Linked DNA regions of Gossypium hirsutum: region 1 is linked to region 2. A link is a contact called in public Hi-C data. All regions are on one chromosome and are shown on one strand. The core of a region is the stretch at or near the end of the contact, and the rest is flanking DNA. Distances in the headings are between cores, read along the strand shown.

Evidence for each region. A called contact is a pair of places that touch in the nucleus more often than the background predicts.
Region 1: a Hi-C map of leaf shows a contact between it and region 2, with 2.0 times the contacts expected there. The contact joins the promoter of LOC107915344 here to the promoter of LOC107908304 in region 2. A contact is called at or near these places in 2 of 34 Hi-C or Micro-C datasets (both in leaf).

What each region holds. Positions count from the first base shown.
Region 1 is chrD08:9,409,045-9,412,783 of Gossypium_hirsutum_v2.1, forward strand. LOC107915344 reads left to right here and starts at 2,234. Exons shown (of 15, transcript XR_001689248.2): 1 at 2,234-2,471; 2 at 2,628-2,705; 3 at 3,075-3,158; 4 at 3,266-3,439.
Region 2 is chrD08:9,251,727-9,255,878 of Gossypium_hirsutum_v2.1, forward strand. It overlaps LOC107908304 (guanine nucleotide-binding protein subunit gamma 2), which reads right to left and starts at 2,362. Exons shown (of 5, transcript XM_041099808.1): 1 at 1,842-2,362; 2 at 1,570-1,727; 3 at 346-398; 4 at 50-94. The coding sequence starts at 1,695.

The DNA of each region.
Region 1 (3,739 bases), core at 984-3,483, 160 kb after region 2:
ACTTAGATATTTTTCTAGAATTACCCTTATGTGTTCATAACACTAATTTATGGTCTATTTCCCACATAAACGCTTCCAGTTTCATGCAATAATTCAATTAAGTCATTTAATCACTAATTAGACACGCTTTGTATTTTTCTCAATTTTAGTCCTAAAAATTCAATTAGACACTAAATCATTAAAATTTTCTATCCATATTTTCACACAATATTTCAATCAATCAGTAATTAATAAAAATTTATAAAAATTTATAAAAATTAAACTATTTCACTTCGAATTTGTGGTTACGAAACCACTATTCTGATTAAGCCCTATTTCGGGCTATCACAGCCGCCGTAAGTTGATAGGATGTAGATCACCAAGGTCTTGAGGTGCCATAGGAAACAATTGTCAGAATCCAAACTGCCGCAACACTCTATCGATCTTGTGCATCTCAATGGTAGCGTACACTACCAATGGGACCTTCACGTGCTAGATGTTCGGATTCACAAAGAATTCCTCAAGGATGACTTCTCAAATTGTCGGATCCTCGTATGGTGTCCATTCAAACTATATTAATATGATAAAAATATTAGTTATATATATACTACTAAATACGAAATCGACTATGTTAATATTATATAGTTCAAATTTAAATAAATAGATATCTCCGCTTTTGATCGTTGGTCTAATAGAAGCCGTATATCTTGAAGGTTAGTAGGTAATCCCACTTGACTCGACCAATGGTTCCACCTATTTAAATAACTTGTTAGCATAATAATATTTATTTAAATTAATTTTATTATTAAAATATCTACTGAATTTTATCTTGTTACGAGTGAGAATGTATACAAGTATTGCGCTCGAGGACGTAAAATGGAAATCAATACCGCGCCCATGATTGCAATAGTAGAATCCAACCACCAATTTTGATTTTTCCTAGTTGCATCTCCCGACATATTTCCCGATACAATATTGCCAACATGACAAACCCCCAACTGAGTTCGCCTGCTCTTCTAAAAATCAATAAGTTTCAATAGCCATCTTAGATGTACGAGTGTTCGTGACTTGTCTGGCATCAGGATACCCCCGATGATCTGAAGGATGTACGTCCAAGTGTGTCGTTCTCTTTCGATTTTAGTCGAATCCTCATCCAACGCCACCAAAGTTCTTCGTAACCAAGCTATTTTGATCCGACCTCCGTAAATCGTTTCCGAAATCGAACCTAAAACTTTACCACATACGCCTTGCCATTCACCAGACTGAACAGACCTAGTGACTACCGACCCATCCACGGGCAGCCCCAACTGTAAATGCACGTCCTCTAGAGTGATAGTACACTCGTCCTATGGACGATGAAATGTGTGCGTCTGGGTCTCCACCTCTCCACCAATGCGCTTACAAGTTTCGAGTCCAACTTACACCCCCAGCCTACAAGGGCCATGGTGCCAAAAACTGGTTTCCCTTAAATATGGTTCAATCAATGATGATGGAGGATTGGGTAGATTACGAATATGGCATTGTAAAATTCGATCTTCCACCTATTTACGTAAAAAATATACAAAATATTAAGTTAATATATAACAATGAAATACAAAATTAAACAAAATTGAAATTTATTAAAAATTATTCTTACCATTTGTAATTGAATGACGAAAATGTGCTTGTCATCATGACGGATTAGAGAACCGACCATTGGTAAATTATATAGAACACGAATTAATTTTAAAAAATATTTTCAAAAAATATTAATAAAAAATTTAATAGAAAATATAATTTAGATTTTTGAAAAAAATTGAAAATTTGAGAGGCTTTTGAGAGTAGTTTGAGAAATTGAGAGAATTTTATGAGAAATGAGTAAGGATGGAGGATTTTATAGTTTTTTTATCGTTGGGGGGGGGGCAACGACTATTTAAAATGGTCATTGGAAAAGTATCCGTTGAAGGGAAAATGGTTCCAAGTTGGAAGCATTTTACTAATGACACGAAATGCTGAAAACGTTTTTCTAGATTTCTCTTGAAAATACTTCCAATCCTAAATCGGCCTATACCCATAAATATTTCAAAAATCGCCTTATTCTAGTAATTTAAAAAAAAATCAGCATTTTTTTAGTAATTTAATCAGAAGTCATGATTCGGCCCATTGATGTGTATTCTTTTGGTAAAGAAAGGGCCATCGAAAGTCTATGATAGACCTAGACCTGCTTTTTACAATCGAATGAAACTTAAGAAAGCCTTGTTGGGACTCTCTAGGCCTCAACGCTCCAATGGATCACCTCTCACTCAAGTAAAATCCAAAGGCCGAACTACGAAATTCTTCAGGCTGAAAAGATTTTTTTTTTTTTTGAAATTACGTGAAAAGCTTGTTACAAGTTTTTTCTTAGCGAAGTTAGTTGAAAAAAAATGGAAGACTCTCTACGACTCCAGAGCTTCGATCAACTCCCATCAGCTGCACAGTTTGCCTCTCAGATTGAATCTCGAAATGTTCCCGCCGTAATTTTCTGTTTTCTCAACTTTTTGTTTCTTTTTTCTCTTTCTCTGTTCGTTTTTCGAGAAAAATTGGTCCGAACTTTTTTTTTCCTTTTGCTAATTTATATAAGCGGTAGTTGCTTCAATCTTAGTTCATTGATTTTTATTTCGTTTTGAAAGGTGTTCGTTGGATGCGTTAAGGACTGGAAAGCCGTTTCGAAGTGGAATCCTTCTAATGGAGGCCTCGGTTATTTGGAGGTTTGCTTATCCTTCTATAATTACTAGAATTTTTATGCTCGCTTTTTGAGTCAAAATATTTTAAGTTGCTAGATTTTTAGTAAAATGGATAATGTTTTAGAAGTAAATAATATTTTTGTATATAATGTTGAAAGACATTGTTATGCATTGAGTTTCAAATCTAGAAAAGTAGCACTAGTTTTACATTTGTTTTATTTACATCTGTGATAGTCTATTCAACAAGTTAATTAATAGGCAAGAGCTTGAATTAGTACGTTATACATGTTGGATATGGTTTCTAGAGTTACATTTTTTTAGTGGAATTGTGCAATTTATATATTCAATTAAAGTATTTATTTTAGTATTTTTCTTGTTTGAGTATAACTTTAGGAACGGGTAGGATCATTCATGGTGGAGGCTATGTTATCTCAAACTGCACCGGTGTTTTACGGTGATCTTAGAAGCCATGAGAGGGTAATTCACTAATTCTCATATTCTTCATACACTGAGGCTTGTGATACATTTTCTCTCTTGCGTGGATGCGAGAATTATGATCAATTTGGTTTTGCATTTGTTTACAGGTTCCATTACCATTTTCCACTTTTATTGGCTTTTGTAAATGGCATAGGCAAAATGTTGGTAATTCTTGCAGTATTAATTCTAATTCACAAGGGCATCAACTTGGAGAATCTGACACAGAGCAAGGCTGTTCAACATTTGTAGATGCTGCTCCAAAACAAATCTACCTAGCACAGGTTGCTACTCAAAGTTCTGTGATCGCTGACATCTCTGTTAACATTTTTTTCTGCATTTGCTTTGTTTATTTAATATGTTGAGACCAGATGGATTTCACTTTTCCTGTGTGTCCTTCATTTCAATTTTCTTTTTAAGCATTGATGTAATTGTTGAATTTTGATACTTCCGATTCAGATTCCAATTATAAATGCTGAGAATGAAGCGAGAGTTCAATTGGAAACTCTACAGGAGGACATTCAGTTGGTCTGCATATTTCTTTCTCAACTGCTTGTTGTTACTAGTTAGTTCTCTAAAGAAGA
Region 2 (4,152 bases), core at 1,112-3,611:
AAACTTATCTAAAACAGAATACAAAAACAAGACAAGTTCTTGTAGTTACAATGGAAGTAGTGGATCAGGTCTGGTCTCCATGCTAAGCAGCAATCTGTAAAAAGGCCGATGCTAATATGGGTCAAAAGTTACCATATAATATGTGCATGAAGCGTCATGCCAAACATGCTACTATGTCGATACCGTGAGAAGTGTACCGACAGCTGATGAGCAAATATTTAGATCAGGAAAATCTTGTCCAACAGCAAAATATATTGATAAATGAAAATGCTTTAGAATCAGACAAGTAACAGTTTCTAGTTTCGCAAGTTCATGGGAAAGAAAATTTTATTTCTTAAAACTTACTCCTTGCACAAGGTTGACACGTTATCTGTTTTCTCAAGTTCTTCCATCTCTTCCTGGAAAACGATACATAAAGAGCGGGGAAAAACATAAGACATACAAAGCTGTAATATGGTGTCTTTTACACTGATACAAAAACCAAATCCATCATCTGCCTGCAGCAGAAGATATGTGAAAACGGGATGGGACAAACCAGTGTCTATGAACCAATGGCCTACAACCATTGATATAGCACACATCATTTAAATACCACACAAACATAGGAACAAAAGGGGCATTATAAATTATCAGACTCTAAATGGAAATCTATTCATGTGGAGTAGTAATGGATAATATAATCAAAGGCCAATAGCTGCCACCATAGAGGTTTTTATGGGGTGAAAGTGCACAACATTGTTAAAAGTTTCTTTATGCAACTCATGGAAAAGCATGACCAATCAAAGTGAAGCTTAGCAAAGACCAAGAACAAGTCAAAACTAATTCAAAAAAGCTCTTTTGCCTATCACACACAGATTACACCACCACTAATAAGCACTAGATAGGAAGACATTTGGCTTATCGTGTTCACAGTGCCAAAAAGACTACTTCATTAACAACAAAACAAAAAAATGTTTAGCACTTTCCACAAGTAGAGCCGCCATAGCAAGATTGATACGGAACTTCTTCCGCCACCTAGACAGACTTCCCAAGCATCAGTATAAACAGATGAGCAGCGCATATCGGCAAGATCTTGGCCGATTTTTGCAACAAATTAGCAAAAAAGGAAATTACAGTATCCTAGTATAAGATCCAAAAAATGATCAAAAGCCTATTGAATTGGGATCGCCAGTAAAAGAAGAACAATTAAACACCCAATTTTAAGATCTGCTTTGAATAGCTGCACTACAAAGATCTTAGCTTTCCCTTCCAATGACTCTAAGCCATCACTATGTTCCTCTACTTAGCTCAACTTACCAACTAAATGGATAATCCAATACAAGAACCTAAAATTTTTTTGCTTCCATTTTTTATTATCTTAAGAAGAAAAGCTTATTAAAAAGCTTGCACTTTCTTCTCCTGACATGTTCTATGACTTTTTCTACGGAAAATTCAAGCTCCGTTTTTTTTTATTTAAAGAAATCCTTAAATTTATCAAAAGACAGACCAAGTCAAAATTCTTAACGGCATTCCCGAAGAGTATAGAGCAAACCTTAAATGGAAAAGAATAAAAAAGAAAGAGAAGCTAACCTCGAGGAACTTAGATTCTTGTTCGACACGCTTGAGTTGGGCAAGAATCCGATGTTTGCCTCTAGTATCAGCTGCTGAACCAGCCGCTTGCTGTTCATCCGTCGACGACGCCGTTTCTGACTCCATTGCTGCTCTCGCTCTCGCTTACCTGATGGCTGCTGCAAATATTCAAAAATTTCAATGCAATTTGCTCATTCCCGGAAACGACGCGGATCGTTTCGTTTCATTTCATTTCTTGTAGAATTTGGAATTTTGACTGCAATGAAGCAAACCTGCAGATCTGAATTTTTCGTACAAGGCTTTGGTCTTTTTTTAATTCCAATTTTTTGCTGTTTCTCTCTAAAAACTCTGGAAACGGAAACGAGTAAACGACTTTTCTTCGTTTACTCTTTGTTTTCTTCGAAAGCTGTTCTTCTTTTCCTCATTTCCACTTCTTTGCCCCCACAACAATTAAAAATAAAATGCTTTAACTTTCCCTCACTCCCTATACTCTTCTGTATTTTCAAATTTACCCCCATCTCTTTTTATTTTCAACCTATAATCCTTGAACCCCTTAAATCAGAAGAAAATGCATGCTTAAATACCACCTAAGCTAAAACCCAATTAAATTTCCCGATGCAATGCAATTATAACTATAAAAGAATATTTTTGAGCAATAACAAACTAGAATCAAATTAATACAACGAACAGATGGAAAAACTTAAATGCAACTGAACAAAAATTCACTTACGGCAACTGTATACTGTTCGTCTAGAGACTCACACATGATAGTTGCATAGAGTGGAACTCAAATTTAAGTATTCAAAGACCTAGAGCCTCAACCTTTACCAGCAATACCAATATGTCATTAGCAATCCCATCTTCTTCTCCTTCCTTTTTTTAAAGAATTGAATCTTTTACTTGTTTTTAAGCTTAAATGCTAAAAAAAGTGATTGTAAAATGATTTAAAAACTCTATTAAGCCCTTAATAAAAATTACAATTAATTGAAGATTAGCAATCAATTGGGCTCCTAAAATATAATTTCCCATTAAAGCCTTTGAAGGACTGCTAAGTGATGATCTGACAGAAGAATGATAGTTAGCATGAACAAATAATGGTGTGACAGCTAACATCGAAAAATGTCGACGTGGAGGACTTGATTATTTTTTAATTATTTTATGAGGGTTTAATTGATTTTTTAAATTATTTAAGCCTAAAAATTATCAAAATATTATAAAAAATAGAAATTTATAAAAAAATCTATAAATATTATAAAAACAAAAAATGTATACAAATTTAGAATTTATAAAATAATTATAAAAATATATAAAATATAGAGAAATTAATATTAATAAAAAATATGAAAGAATAATGAAAAATATTATAAAAATTTCAGAAATTATAGGCAAATTATTAAAAAAATGTATTTTGAAAGTTAATGGGGGAGTTTGAAGTATGATGGTTATTGGACTTAGTATAGGATTTCGAGTTACTTCTTTAACAATGGGCTTAGTGTTTGATAGCTTAAGATAGTGATAAACAATGATTTTGATTGAGGAGAGGTAATACGAGGACAACTGGTAAGAATGGACTAAATATAATGTATGGTAGTGTAAGGGAAAGTAAAAATAATTAGTAAATTTTTATTAAAAAGTTATTATAAATTAGAAAAATGATAGAAAAATTAGAAAAGCATACAAAATGGGAAATTATATAAAAATATATAAATTCTTAAAATATTATTAAAATTATATAAAAAATTACTATTTCTTTTATAAATCTAATAATTTTGAACTTTTTCATATCATCATTTCATAAGTTTTAATAATCAATTAAGTCCTAATAAAAGAATTAAAAATTTATTTAAGCCCTCCACATCAAATGTCATGTCTGTCTTCATATCATCATTTTTTTTCACGTTAATCACTATGTCAACTACTGCATTAAGAGAGATGCAGGGACCAGTTGTAATTAAACTGAAATTAAATAGTTAATTTTCTTTTCTTTTCTTTTTTCAAATAAAAAAATTGTAAATCATGTGATTAATGCTTAATTACTTCATCGGAACCGACATTCAAAAAGTAGGAACGAAATTGAATTAGGCTGTGTTGTTTATTATTTTTCAAATGAGTTTTTACATGTAAAAGTAATTTTTCCCGAAAAACAATAAAGAATTTCAGAAAAATTTTTAACTTAAAAAAAAAAAAGTACTTTTTGGCCGATGGAGAAGTTAAAAATGCTTCTATTTACATTTTTAACCTTTGTCTTCTCTCAAAATTTTTAGTATTTATATTTGGTATATAAATATTATCCTTTTTTAAAACTTTAATCTAAATATATGTAATATTTTAATTTGTTAGGTTTATATTTTCTATATTATGTTAATATCTAATATGAGTTATACATTCAAATATATTTTAAAATAAAATAATACAAATGTGTTAAAAGCATTAATTAAAAATAAAAAATAATTTTTAAAATAATACAATTGTGTCAATATCTAATTAAAAATATTTAATTATTATATTTAAAAATTTAAATATAGTTTATATATTCTAATTAAATTTAATAAATAATTAATTTTAATTACTTAGAAATATTTA